3 separate regions of the Zea mays genome follow, and all the other regions are linked to region 2. Evidence: chromatin contacts called from public Hi-C data. All regions are on one chromosome and are shown on one strand. Each heading gives the region's core, a stretch centred on a gene start, on an enhancer-like site or on the middle of the called end of the contact. The rest is flanking DNA. Distances are from core to core; before and after follow the strand shown.

Region 1 (3,874 bases), core at 4-2,503, 470 kb after region 2:
ATGAGCGCCACGTCGGTGGAGTCGGCGAACGCGAACAGCTTGTGGAACGGCACTCGCGTCGCCGCCGCCTCCGCCGCGCCGGGGGTTTCCCCCGCCGCGCGTCCCTTGGCGTCATTGCCAGGGCTCTGAGCCGAGGGGCCGGACGTGCCTGCCGCCGGCTGCGACGAGGCATTCGCCTCGGCGGGTCTCCAGGACTCCGGCATGGCTGCCGTCGCTGCGTCGAAGATTCGCGCCTCCGCGCTCACGAATCTCTCCCCGCCGCGAGATTGGGCAATGCTGCTAGCTCGGCGCGCCGTGTGCTCTCTGCTCTGCTCGCCCTCGTATGGTTGTTCCTTACCTCCTAGCTCATGCATACCAGCAGCGCCTCACTCACCTGCCAGGGCCCAATAATCGCACACACAATCACATTCAGCAGCAGCGGATTCATCTCAGCGCTTCGCAGCTAGAAAAGAAGACAGCAGTAGAATCCGGGAAGGAAACATAAGAACAGGGAGCCCAGGGCAACAGCAAATCTGAATCTACAATCTCCCTAGCAACCGATGGGAAACACAGGGCATCCATCTCCCACCCGCGCAAGAACATAAAAAAAGAGCGCTGCGCTGTGCAGGTGGGAGGTAGAGTTCGGATGCGAACTTGCGAAGAACTGGTATGGTATGGATGGTTGGAGAAGGAACAAACCGAGCAGAAAAAAAAAAGTTGGCAGCTTTCGCACTTGCCGCCGGACGCGGACGCAGAGGCCAGCAGTCCAGCACCCGCACCACCGGGGAAAGAGAAAAAAGCAAGCTTGTATAGTGATTAAAGGTGGGAGACCGCAGCGGCGCCGCTGCGGTGGTTTTGGTATCCATCGCGGGCGAGCAAGCATATAAAAATGCGCTCGCGGAGGCCAAGGCGAAGGCCACTACTCACCAAGGCAGGCACAGGAATAAGCATCCGTCTCCGTCTCCTCTCTCCTCGTCGCAGTGCTGAGTGCTCCCAGCCCGGCCGGTGGTTGCAATGGCTGGCTGGATGGATGGATGCGGGATATTTATAGATGTCGGGCTTTGCGCTCACAAATCACAGCTGAGCAGATGGCGATCGATTGGAATGAAATCGGGTCGCACGAGAGTCAGCCTGTCTTCTTCTATTACCAGAAATTTAATTATAAATATTTAGGTTTAAATACTGTCAATTTTTTTAATATTTAGGGTTAGTTTGGAACTACATTGTTTTAAGTGATTTTTATTTTTCAAGGAAAGATAAACTAATTTCCCTTAGAAAAATGAATATCCCGTGGTAAATTGAGGCACTTAGAGATACATATTGTTTATATAAATATTTTTTATCCTTTGGAACCGAAGGATCACATGAATGTCAGTCTCACTTTTTTGTGTGACTAAAGCACACCCGGTATATTGGGTTGGCTATAGAGAATAGCCACGCTTTTGGAACCTTTTAGTACGAGCGGTGTCTACCTTTGAATAATGTATGATCATCACCAATAACTGACACTACAATTACAGGGCAATCGTGAGTCAAATATATTAAGATGGTGATTTAGGTCAGCTCGTTAGGCTGTTTTCGGTGGGTCATATAAAATAGGGGCGTAGAACTCTAGATGATATTATTTGATATTGTTTGGAGATTAAAATTTGAAAATAAGGAACGAGTCAGGGAGACGGCCTTCGGTTAATGCTACTAGTAGTTACATTCATAGGGTTCGGCTGGGGACACGCGTGGATGGAAGAACAGAGATACGGCTGCCGGTGGTAATTGCATCCTGTACCATGGCACTGTTCTTGGGTTGATGCCACTAGTAGTACATACATAGGCTAACATAGCCAAGCGCGGGCTAGGCAGTGTGACTGACAGGCTGGACAGCTGACGCACGCTGTGTCGTGATCGTGAGATCACGTGCCTGTGCTGTGCGGCACATGCCATGGATGGAGCCTAAAATCTCTATATCCCATGTCCATTATATCTGCCGGCATACGGTATACTCGTTACAGTACGCTGCTAGACGTTGGCATATGGCGCGCACGCAACAGCCCGAGCTCGGCCGCAGTGTCTGTCTCGGCTCGCTTGTACTTGTAACGCCAGGCAGCAGCCCCAGCCCCAGCCAGGGGTCAACTGGCTCGTCACGACGGCCTGCATGCATTTTGCGAGTTTGCGATGCGTTGCTGGACGCGTTTCCGGAGCCGTGGCGTGTCGGCATGGCCCAATGGCTAGTGCTGGGGTACCACTACCACCGGTGCGCGGCCCCTACTGTCAGTGGGGGAAGCGCGAAGCACGGGCACATGCGATGGCGCGGCTTGTCGGCTTGGGTTTGCGGTTTGCCGGCTTGGCTTGGTTGTTCGGCCGGGGTTGGGGTTGGCGTTTTGCTTGGTGGTCACGCACCCGTGGACCCTTGTCTCTGTCTCCCACTCTCCCTGCGTCCTCCATGCACGCCGCGGTCCCTTTCCCTTCCTTCCACACCAGGGCCAGGCCCAGGGAGGGAGGCGCGCCGGTCAAAGCCCCGGGTTCGGGGTAGCCGCCGCATGACATACGCCACGCCACCAGGGACGGTGGTCCGCCGTGCGCCGCGGTGCGGTGCGGTGCGGTGCGGTGCGTCTCCCCCATCGGGGATTGGCACACACGGCGGCAGGCGGCACACGTCCCGCGTCCCGGCCGGCTACCCGGCAAAAAACAATCGCCCTTCTTCGTCGTCACTCGTCATCCGCGGCACGTACGGCGGCGCTGCTGGCCTGCCGTGTAGCCAAGGGTATAGCCGGCGAAGGAATGGAAAGAATTAGAAATAGCACGCCTTGGCAGGACAGGGAGGACGCGCCAGAATTGGGCTTCGCGGCGGCGGCGGCTGACGTATCCCAACAAACTGGTGCGAGTAGTTAGTTTGGCCGCGACAATGACACCCTCCGTCTCCGATCCTCCTGTGCATATATATATAGAAGCACTCCCGAAATATATATTATGCAATTCGACCGCGTGGATGAGGAAGGCGCCACGGAGATGCATGCAGGTGTGCAGATAGAGGGCAACGCAACTACTAACCCAACAAAAGCCAACCACCCACTTCGTCTCGATCGTCAGCTCACGCGCACGCGGGCGACCATGCCCAAGCTCCTGGATGGGTCGACGTCTCTTTCCTTTGAAACTGAGCAACGTTCGGACCAAACCAACCACCGAGACGAGATGGTACCTGCCATGGCATGCATGTAGTCGACGGAGCCTTTCGTTCCGGCACCCGCTCAACGCTGGTCTCATCTAGTCATCTGCTCTCTAGTCATCAGTCATCACTGTACTCTCTTCCTAACTGTCTGGCTCTTGGCGTGACCGACCGTCCTCGATCTCTTCGACACGACTTGCATGCTATTGCTCGTCCCGGGAGGCGGAGGTCAACTAACGAAAAAGGTATACTAGTGAACAAGAAGCAAGTGCAAAGACAGAGTATTCTTTCTTTTTTTTCCCCTTGTAAAAGGTTGCATAATAACACGCTTGGAAACGACAATGTAGCAAGTCTAAATGTACGATGGTCATGCTAATTGCATGTTCTTTAAGCTTGGTGGGCCGTTCAATCCACGCCGCGCGCGCCATGTTGTTTTAATTAATCCGTTAAGATTATCTATTCACACACACAATATTTTACTCGATAAATTATTCTGCTGTTGACGGTGGTGGTCAGACGAAAAAGTATCATGTCCAATAATAATTGTGTAATCGCCGTGTGGCCAGGATCGAGAAATCAAGCAACTAACAACTGCTCATGTATACGTAGGTAGTAAGGGTTTGTTAGAGCACCTCCATCTCGCAATTATTTGCGACAGCTCGAATGTGTACTCCCTCCCACTTTTTTTTCTTTCCTTGCTCTCCCCACTATCTTGTCTCCGGACCGGCCTCCTCC
Region 2 (4,198 bases), core at 1,489-3,988:
TGAGAGAAAAACTGGAGTGAATTTGCAGCAGTAAGTACAATTTTTGTTGGTTCATATGGAGCAATATAACTCGCTATTGCTTGTTGATTTCGTGTATGTCCATACAAAGAAGAGGAACCGACTAGAGAACCAGAGGCTAAATAAATTGGTCTATGTAAGCTACAACAGGAAGATGGAAAATAGGTTTTCAAATCTAAGAGAGATAGGTTTCAAGGGAAAGAGAAGCAACCCGCTGGTGCTTCAAAAGTTTATGTGGGAAAATGAATGGGTTGAAGAGTCTGTTGAACCTGATGGTGATAACAACCTATGGGTGCCATGGATGATGCGTTAGGTGCACAGGGTCTCCAGGGCAGAAATTTGCCTAGGACTGCTGTTGCAGGTGCTGGTTCCTCTTCTCATCCTCAAATGACCTATGTTAGGACTTAAGACAAGGAAACGTTCAAGAAATACAACAGCTCAAGATATTGGTGAAGAAGATGGCAGCGATCATTAAGAAGATGCTCCTGCTACAGCTGAACAACAAGTACAACCAGAAACAGCAAGAGAAATAGACCAGGATGAACCTGAATCAGTTGGGAGACGCATTTCACTTGGATGAAGATATGCCGCTCTAGATCACTAGTGAGTGTGTATTTGCTTGTTTAGATGAAGATCTTATTTACATTCAGTATTGCAGTATTGAACTTGGCATGAATATTCAGTTTCAGAGTTTCAGTATTGCCTATTTGCCTTTGTGTACTTTGTACTATATATATACACCAGGACTGATTAGTCGTATTCATAAGAATATCAAGGAAACAGTTTCATATGAATATTCAGTTTCAGAGTTTCAAAGTTCTTACGGTCTAGAAACAGTATTCATAAGAATATCTTCTCACATTAACTTAATATCTTTGTACAAGCATGCCTTCTCAAGGAAACAAGGATTAAATCCACCAAAATAACAGAACCGCATAAAGTGTTCCTAGTATCATCTATTAAAATATAGATTAACCTGATTAATCATTAACAGAGGAACCCAAGCCAGCCAACAAAGAAAATTAAGGGACTAAATATGCAAGTATTTTCAGCTGAGAGTGTACCTTCTCAGAAGGCCGCAACTTGCTGCTGGTGAACCCTTCAGAAACAAGTTTATTGACAACATCCCTCAGTCTCTCATAGTCCTCTGTGACATTGTAAACCTGGTGTGAGATCCTCACATACCCTGTCACTGGATCACCATTTTTATCCTTTGTCATCTCCTGTCCTTCCACCCTTCTTGAGTTGTAGTATACCGGCACCTCCACCTGGAAATCCTTTCTCAACATTGTCCTCACTCTCATTGCATCATCATCACTCTCAACACCAAGGCAACCAGGCATCCCCACCATAACCATGCTACCACACAGTTCCGGAGGTGAGCCAAGAAAAGTCCCCCATGCCTCAGCAAGCATCCTACCCATCTCAATAACTTTCTCATGATTCCGGTTTCGTATAGCCTCAATTCCACCCTCAAATCGATTCACAAAATCTATAGCCTCGGACACAACAAGCTGGGCACTGTAATCCCGTGTTCCAATCCATCCGCTCTCCATAGGCAGCCCATTCCCATACTCATGGGAAACAACAGGGTGATGGAGTTGGGAGGCTATCGGGTCATCCTTGCGAGTATGCAAAAAGGCCACAGCAGGGGGGCAAAAGAACCACTTATGAAGGTTGCTTGTATAGAAATCGGCTCCAATGTCGCGCACGTCCACAGGCACCTGCCCAATAGAGTGGGCAGCGTCAACAAATACCTTGTCAACGCCCTCTTCTCGACAGATGGCGACGAGCTCCTTGACTGGGATGACGACACTGGGCATGGAGGTAATGTGGTCGATGACTGCGAGCCTGACCCTACGCCCTCCTTCCTTGGCGACCGCGAGCGCAGCACGGAACTCGGCAATGATTGCGTCGGCGGACGCGACGGGGAATGGGAGGGGCACCTCGACGACGGTGGCCCCCGCACGCGCGACGTACGCGTGGATGGACTTCTTGACCGCACCATAGGCGTAGTGGAGCATCAGCACCGCATCCCCGCGCGCGAAGTGACCCTCGGCGAAGCTCCAGGCTGCGTGCTGCAGGACGATGGCGGCGGCCGTGGTGGCGTTATCGACGAGGGAGACCTCGGAGACGTCGCCAGCGCCCACCACCTCGGCGACGGCGGCGCGCGAGCGGAGAAGGCCCTGCTGGAGAACGTGGAAGTAGAAGGCGTCGGGCTGCGCGAGGAAGAGGCGCTGCCAGTGGGCCTGCGCGGCGAGGACCGAGGCCGGGCAGCAGCCGAAGCTGCCGTTGTTGACGCGCGCCACGGCTGCGTCGTGGTGTGCGAACTCGACGCGGATCTCGGCTTCCGAGATCACCGCCCGGGGGCGCTTCGACGGGGACGGGCCGTTACCGTGTCCGTTGTCGTTGCCGTGCCCATTCACGGCCGCGGCCGCGTCGTCAGGGGCCGGGTCCGACGCCATCGCCGGTGCGCTAGGGTTGGCTGGCCTGGATTGGGGAAGAGAGAGGTAGAATGGAGAGTGATACGAGAGAGACAGTGCGCGTGCCTGTTGAGGATGGATCAGGGTCGCCACTCGAGGCGGTCCGCGACGGGCCGGATTTGGGCCTCCCAGGTTCGTCAGCCGTTCGCCTGCGTCGTCTGCTGCGTGGACGGGCGCGGCGAGGGTCCCACGGCCCATCGACTGCGAAACGGCCGAAAGGCCGTAGAAAACAGGAGGCCACGCCTGCAACCGGGGTGCGGCACCCACGACGAGTCGACGACATCGCTGAGGGTTTGTTTGGGGAGTATTCATTCAATACACATGGATTAAAAGAGATTAGTCGGTTGTCCGTACGTTGTGACGGTTCACAACAATACTCACGTAAACTATCTACTAAAAAGATCTTAATATTTTTATTGATTGTCTCTGTTTTTCGCATATTTTTTTATTTTACTAACTGATGTTGTTGTTTAGTTCATCCAATATGTTTTGGTATAACACGGTTAATAAAGTAAGCGATTAAAAAAGAGTTCAGAACGACTAAGTAAAAAATAGAGATTATAGAAAAACATAATTCTACCATACAGATACCAAATAATAGGAAGTTTGTGAGCTCAAGTTTCTAAAATAAGTCACACGAACTCAAACTCATAAAAAAAGATACATCAAAATATTGAGTGTTCGCTAAAGCCAGTCATCAATAGAAACTGGATGCGCTCCATACAAATTATGGTACTTCGTAACAATTGCTAACGCTTAAAACCAACAAATAATCTTTCCTTTTTACTATTAGCGTGACAAATTATTGCTGCTCCATCCAATTTAGCAACTTCAAACAACATGGATTCCATTGTTCCAATGTGGCCTCAGAAACGAGCTAATGCACACAAGGGATGAGCAACTTGTGATTGTGTCCGCATGGGTCTCGAAATCCTAACACATATTTTACAGAATCCATGAGCCATCATCAGAAGAACACAAACCATGTACAGACAATAAATAAAGTACTAACACACCCAAATTATGTTCAGTCCTTAGAACAACAAAAAACTAACACCTAAAACAACAGAGGAACAACACAATAATTTTTGCAATGACAGAAGGATGGGTGACAGGTACATAGAAGTGGTAAAAGTATATCGAGTCGACACCGTGGTAAGGGAAAGGCCATGTAGACAGGCAATGTCGAGCCATCGAACGGGGCCATAGGCAGCAAATCAGGGACCCCCATCCCTCGCTTCCCATACTTCCAAGGTTTCGTAGAGCAGGAAGGAAGGGAAGAGGCGGCCATACATGTTCGTTGCCGGAGAAGGACACGACGTAGATCTGGGCATCTGGAGGCGACATAGGTAGTATACTACTAGATACATATAGGGAGAGAGCGCGCAAGCGAAGAAAGAAACCCAGCCGGAGCAGCTCCAAACCGAGAAGCATTTGCGCCAGGCGTCAGTCCGAGAAGGGCGAGAGAATGTGAGTGCCTTCCCTGCCCTAGACCCGCCGAGGCAACACAACACCACCACCAACTTCATGACATATGCCAACAGCTGTCGTGCTACAGGCCTTTGTTGTCCAATATCTCAGACTTGGACTCCTCATCGACAAGATAACCTAAGCGTGGCAGGCGCCACCGTGTCCTCCTCGGCAGCACGCACGGAGAAAGGCTAGCACCAAGACTGACTCGCCCTGTTCTCGCGTCG
Region 3 (4,022 bases), core at 937-3,436, 370 kb after region 2:
ACTTGATCTTATCACGTTCCTATTCCTCTGTCTATTTCAACCCTTTTATTTTTGGTTCCTGGAAGTGTTGCTGTCATGACGAAGGCATACCCAAGTTTTGAAAGGGATGATCTGATTTTGCTCCAGGAGATTGCCAGCTACATGATTTTTGCTTGTGGAGCTGTCTATGTGATCTCGGTAAGAAAGAATTTTGGATGTTCATATTGATGTCTAGGAGATTGTCAGCGTATTGCAAGTCACAAATTACCATCCACACTGATTTAGAGCCAAAATTTCGACGTGTCAGCTTAATTACTTGCTGGCCCAAACTAAGCATGCTCACAGAGAGAGCTGACCCAAACAATTAAGCTCTGGGGTAAGCATGAACAGTGGAGTCACCGAGCACCTTGCGAGCACGCGCGTACACGGCGTTGACAGACTCTGATGTTCCCATCTGGGTATATAATCAAGTTTTAGCCTTGTTATTCTGAAATGAGAAAACACCCACCCACATCCACACACATATACATGGTAGCAGTGATGTGTGGTCTCACCTTGAGCTCCAGGCTATAGTAGCTCCTCCACACTTCCCTTTCCTGGGGATACATGTCGACCACTGAATCATATAGTCGTCGAGCATTTGTGAGGGCGCCATGGTTTCCGAGCGATGCAAGGCTCACCTCCAGCTCTATGCAGTATTGCATCAACTTGAGGCTTGGCCGAGGTAAAGCAAGCAATCTGTGTCGACTGCAACAAGCAAAAGGCCAAGGTGTCATCAGGTCCCAACACTTAGGAGGCAATATTGACTGCATGCAGTTACTTCTTTTTTCCTGTTTTAACTTCAATGCACTCAGCAATGGGATGGGACTCCGGAGAAAGGCGGGAAAACAAGCATGACCTATTAAAACCAATACTACAAGTATTTAATGGAAAAACAATTTCATGGCCTGAAATGCATCACGAACGATTTCAAGCACAGTCATAGTAGTAAGGTAAAACCCAAAGTTTGTCAATGTTGATATAAGGAACTTACCATGTGCCAAACAGATCAAACAGAGAGCTCAAGTTCTCCTTATTCAATGGAGAGCTGCCAGAAGCAGTCGCCAACGAATTTATCTCCATAGAAGCTCTCAGGATCCACAAATTTGCAGCACTTGAAAGAGGGCCATCACAAAGCTTTTCTGCAAGAGACTTAGCTTCCTCCAGTCTTAGCTCCGTCGTGTTTAGCGTGCTGTTCGAGGAAGCGATGGAGTTGGAGCACAGCGTCAGCGACAACTCCCTCGTCGCCACCGCGGACGCGTTGGCTCCACTGCAGGCGGCGAGCGGGTAGTGGAGGCCTCCCTCGTTGGAGAGCCCGGCCCCGGCGAGGTGGTATGTGTCATGGGCCGGCACGGTTACTGATCCGCCGGCGCTGGTACAGATATCGTACGACTTCTTGGATGACGACCAGACCGCCATGGCCCTGGATTGGCTGGGGCACCGCAAGCTCGCCACGACGTGGCTGTCGCAGCCGGCGACACCGTATAGCTCGTCGTCCATCTCGTCTGACGGCGTCCTCCCGCCGGCACGATCATCCCATGGCAGCGCGGGGGCGTTAGCGAGGAGCTGGCTGGCGAAGGAGGCCAGCACGTTGTTGTTCGCCTCGTAGTGCGCGCCCAGATCCGCCGTCGACCGCCACGTTGCTGAGGCCGAACCCGAAGCCGCCCTGGTCAAGAAGCACGTTGGGGTGGAAGTGTAGCACCTCGGCGCTCATAATGTCGCCGCCTCCGTAGCCGAGGTCGAGAAATCCATGGACCGTGGTAATGGGGAGAGAATATCTGGGACCTTCCATATCATGCGGGCGCGGTAATGGGAGAGGAGATCTGGCTCCCACGCCATTTTTGCCGCGGGCCAAGGAGGAGGTGGCGGACCTTCCATGGATGGCAGACCTCCCACTGACTCGAGAAATCCATGGACCGCGGTAATGGGGAGAGGAGATCTGCGGCAGATTTTGATGGCGCGGGCGCGGTAATGGGAGGAGTTGAGGTGGCGGATCCACGGCGCGTAGAGAGCGGCGAATGGTACAGAGGGCGGCGAATGGTACAAAGGACCTTCCATTGAGGTGGCTATAGCGGGGGCGAGGAGCGTGTAGAGAGCGGCGATAGCGGAGGCGTGGCGTCGGGCTAGGCGGGGGCGGGGGCGGGGGCGTCAGGCTTCACCAAAATAAAATGTGGACGCCCTCGATAGTATCTTATGTAGTAGTAGAGAAACGGTGTGGCCACGTATAATCTCTCTTCCCTTCTGCCCACAGCGGATCCGTCAACAACTGGATGACGCATGCAATGACGCTAATTCCGTCCAGAATACCAGCCCAGCACGGTCTCCTCCTGCGACCAGCTGTCACAGCTCACGGCCAATGATCTCCCGACACGTGATCTCTATGTGAGCCGTTCGAATCGAACCGCCTCATCTCCGCCGCTCGCTTTGGCCAACGGGAGAGGGTACCATAAATACATTTGTTTCCGCCAATTATTCGTCGATAACCAAGAACAAACCATTGTTGGACGCGTTCCCCTCCTGCACGCAACCTCATCTCGTCCTCCAGATCCTGGATGGCCGTCCTCCTTGATACCTTGCCTCGCGAGTGCTCTCGGTGAGCTACTTTGTTTTGATTTATCAGGAAATCCGTTTGCTTCATGTTATGCAGGCTCAGATCTGATTGCTGGATTCGGCATCTTACGGGCTTGAATAGAGCTAGGACTGGGAGAAAACAACAAACCCGCGTTGGATCCTGTATCGGTTAGTCCTTGCCTTCAAGGTTCATGTTGTTTTGTTTTGGTGGTCGAGCATCGCATGTTCTGCTTCTGGTTCCAGATCTGGAGAAATTTCTAAGTCGTCGTCGTCGTCGTCGTTCGGTTCGGAGCGGATCTGAGGCGACGATGGCTGGAGGCGGCGGGATCTCTTGGTCTGCAGTCCTGCTTCACCTCGATGGATGATGTCTCTGCGCTGATAATTATTGGATCAATTTCGATAATTATTAGTAGATCTATGAGATATGCCGCCTGGAAGAGGCGAGGTAAGCTGCAGCATGTAAAAGTCTGCGTGCGTCGACAGCAAAAAAGAGAAAAAAAGATGTGACATCCTAGAGGAGGCCTTTGCCATGATGGGTGCGCTCGCATGGCAGGCCAGGTATTAATAAAAAGATGATTATTGTGTGCCGGGGGAGGAGATCGCACGGGGGTTGATGTTTTTGGCCCCGGGGTCTCCTCCCTCATCTTGTTCCGTGTTCCTGTATCCGTTGTTTCCGCGCCTGTTGGTCCGCTGCGCACGCCGGATTTTTGCATCGAGCACGGAGATCTACAACAAAAACATGGAGCTACGACGCGACTCCCAAGGTACAATCGGTAATTATGTTCAAACAATTTTTAAGTCGTTCTGCGCTCCTTCTATTACGAGCAACGTTTTATATTCTGTGCTTGCATAATGAATCGAAGAAATCCTGACACCAATCGAACTGAAGATCCTGAAACGCACGTTAATACCGTTGACGTCCGCTTCACCCAGCTCGATTTTCAGTCTTGTAATACTAATCGCTCCATGAGTCTGAAGTGTGCAAAAATTTAGGTCGCAGCTACACAAATTTACATGCTGGTTCTGTTCAACCCGTGAATCTCCTAAGGTCACAGCGTTTTTATTTCATTCTATATTATATTTCAGTCTGGACTAATGTTGAGATCTCCATATGTATCTACGTCTAAGCATTTTTCATTTGTATTTACCATGTTGGTCAATTGGGATATTTGTTTCTTGTATGTTAGCATGTTTGAACCATAGCAATTGGTGGACGTGTGTAGAGAAGATTGCAAAACTGCAGTATGATGGATTCCACTATTCATCAACCGAGATCATGGCGCGCTTCAATCGTGGCTACGCTGATGGGGAATTGATCCGTTATGGCTCGTGGCTGTGGAGATGTGGAACTCATTGGTTATAGTGTGCTTCAATCATGGGTCATGGCGATGCTGATGGAACTGATTTGTTACCAAGGTTTAAGTTTTCGCTAC

Evidence for each region. Hi-C and Micro-C count contacts between places; a contact is called where the count stands out from the background.
Region 1: a Hi-C map of endosperm shows a contact between it and region 2, with 4 times the contacts expected there. The contact joins the promoter of LOC103650065 here to the promoter of LOC100284775 in region 2. A contact is called at or near these places in 3 of 25 Hi-C or Micro-C datasets (ear, endosperm and tassel).
Region 3: a Hi-C map of endosperm shows a contact between it and region 2, with 2.8 times the contacts expected there. The contact joins the promoter of LOC103650064 here to the promoter of LOC100284775 in region 2. A contact is called at or near these places in 2 of 25 Hi-C or Micro-C datasets (endosperm and tassel).

Annotation. Positions count from the first base shown.
Region 1 is chr3:50,523,984-50,527,857 of Zm-B73-REFERENCE-NAM-5.0, forward strand. LOC103650065 (ABC transporter B family member 21) reads right to left here and starts at 1,254. Exons shown (of 11, transcript XM_020550206.3): 1 at 907-1,254; 2 at 1-442. The coding sequence starts at 353.
Region 2 is chr3:50,054,130-50,058,327 of Zm-B73-REFERENCE-NAM-5.0, forward strand. It overlaps LOC100284775, which reads right to left and starts at 2,739. Exons shown (of 2, transcript NM_001157670.2): 1 at 1,083-2,739. The coding sequence starts at 2,483.
Region 3 is chr3:50,426,325-50,430,346 of Zm-B73-REFERENCE-NAM-5.0, forward strand. LOC103650064 reads right to left here and starts at 2,187. Exons shown (of 3, transcript XM_008675731.4): 1 at 1,013-2,187; 2 at 534-726; 3 at 179-433. The coding sequence starts at 1,518. The coding sequence ends at 344. It overlaps LOC108961162, which reads left to right and starts at 2,500. Exons shown (of 3, transcript NM_001346811.1): 1 at 2,500-2,757; 2 at 2,833-3,353; 3 at 3,777-4,022. The coding sequence starts at 3,203. The coding sequence ends at 3,952.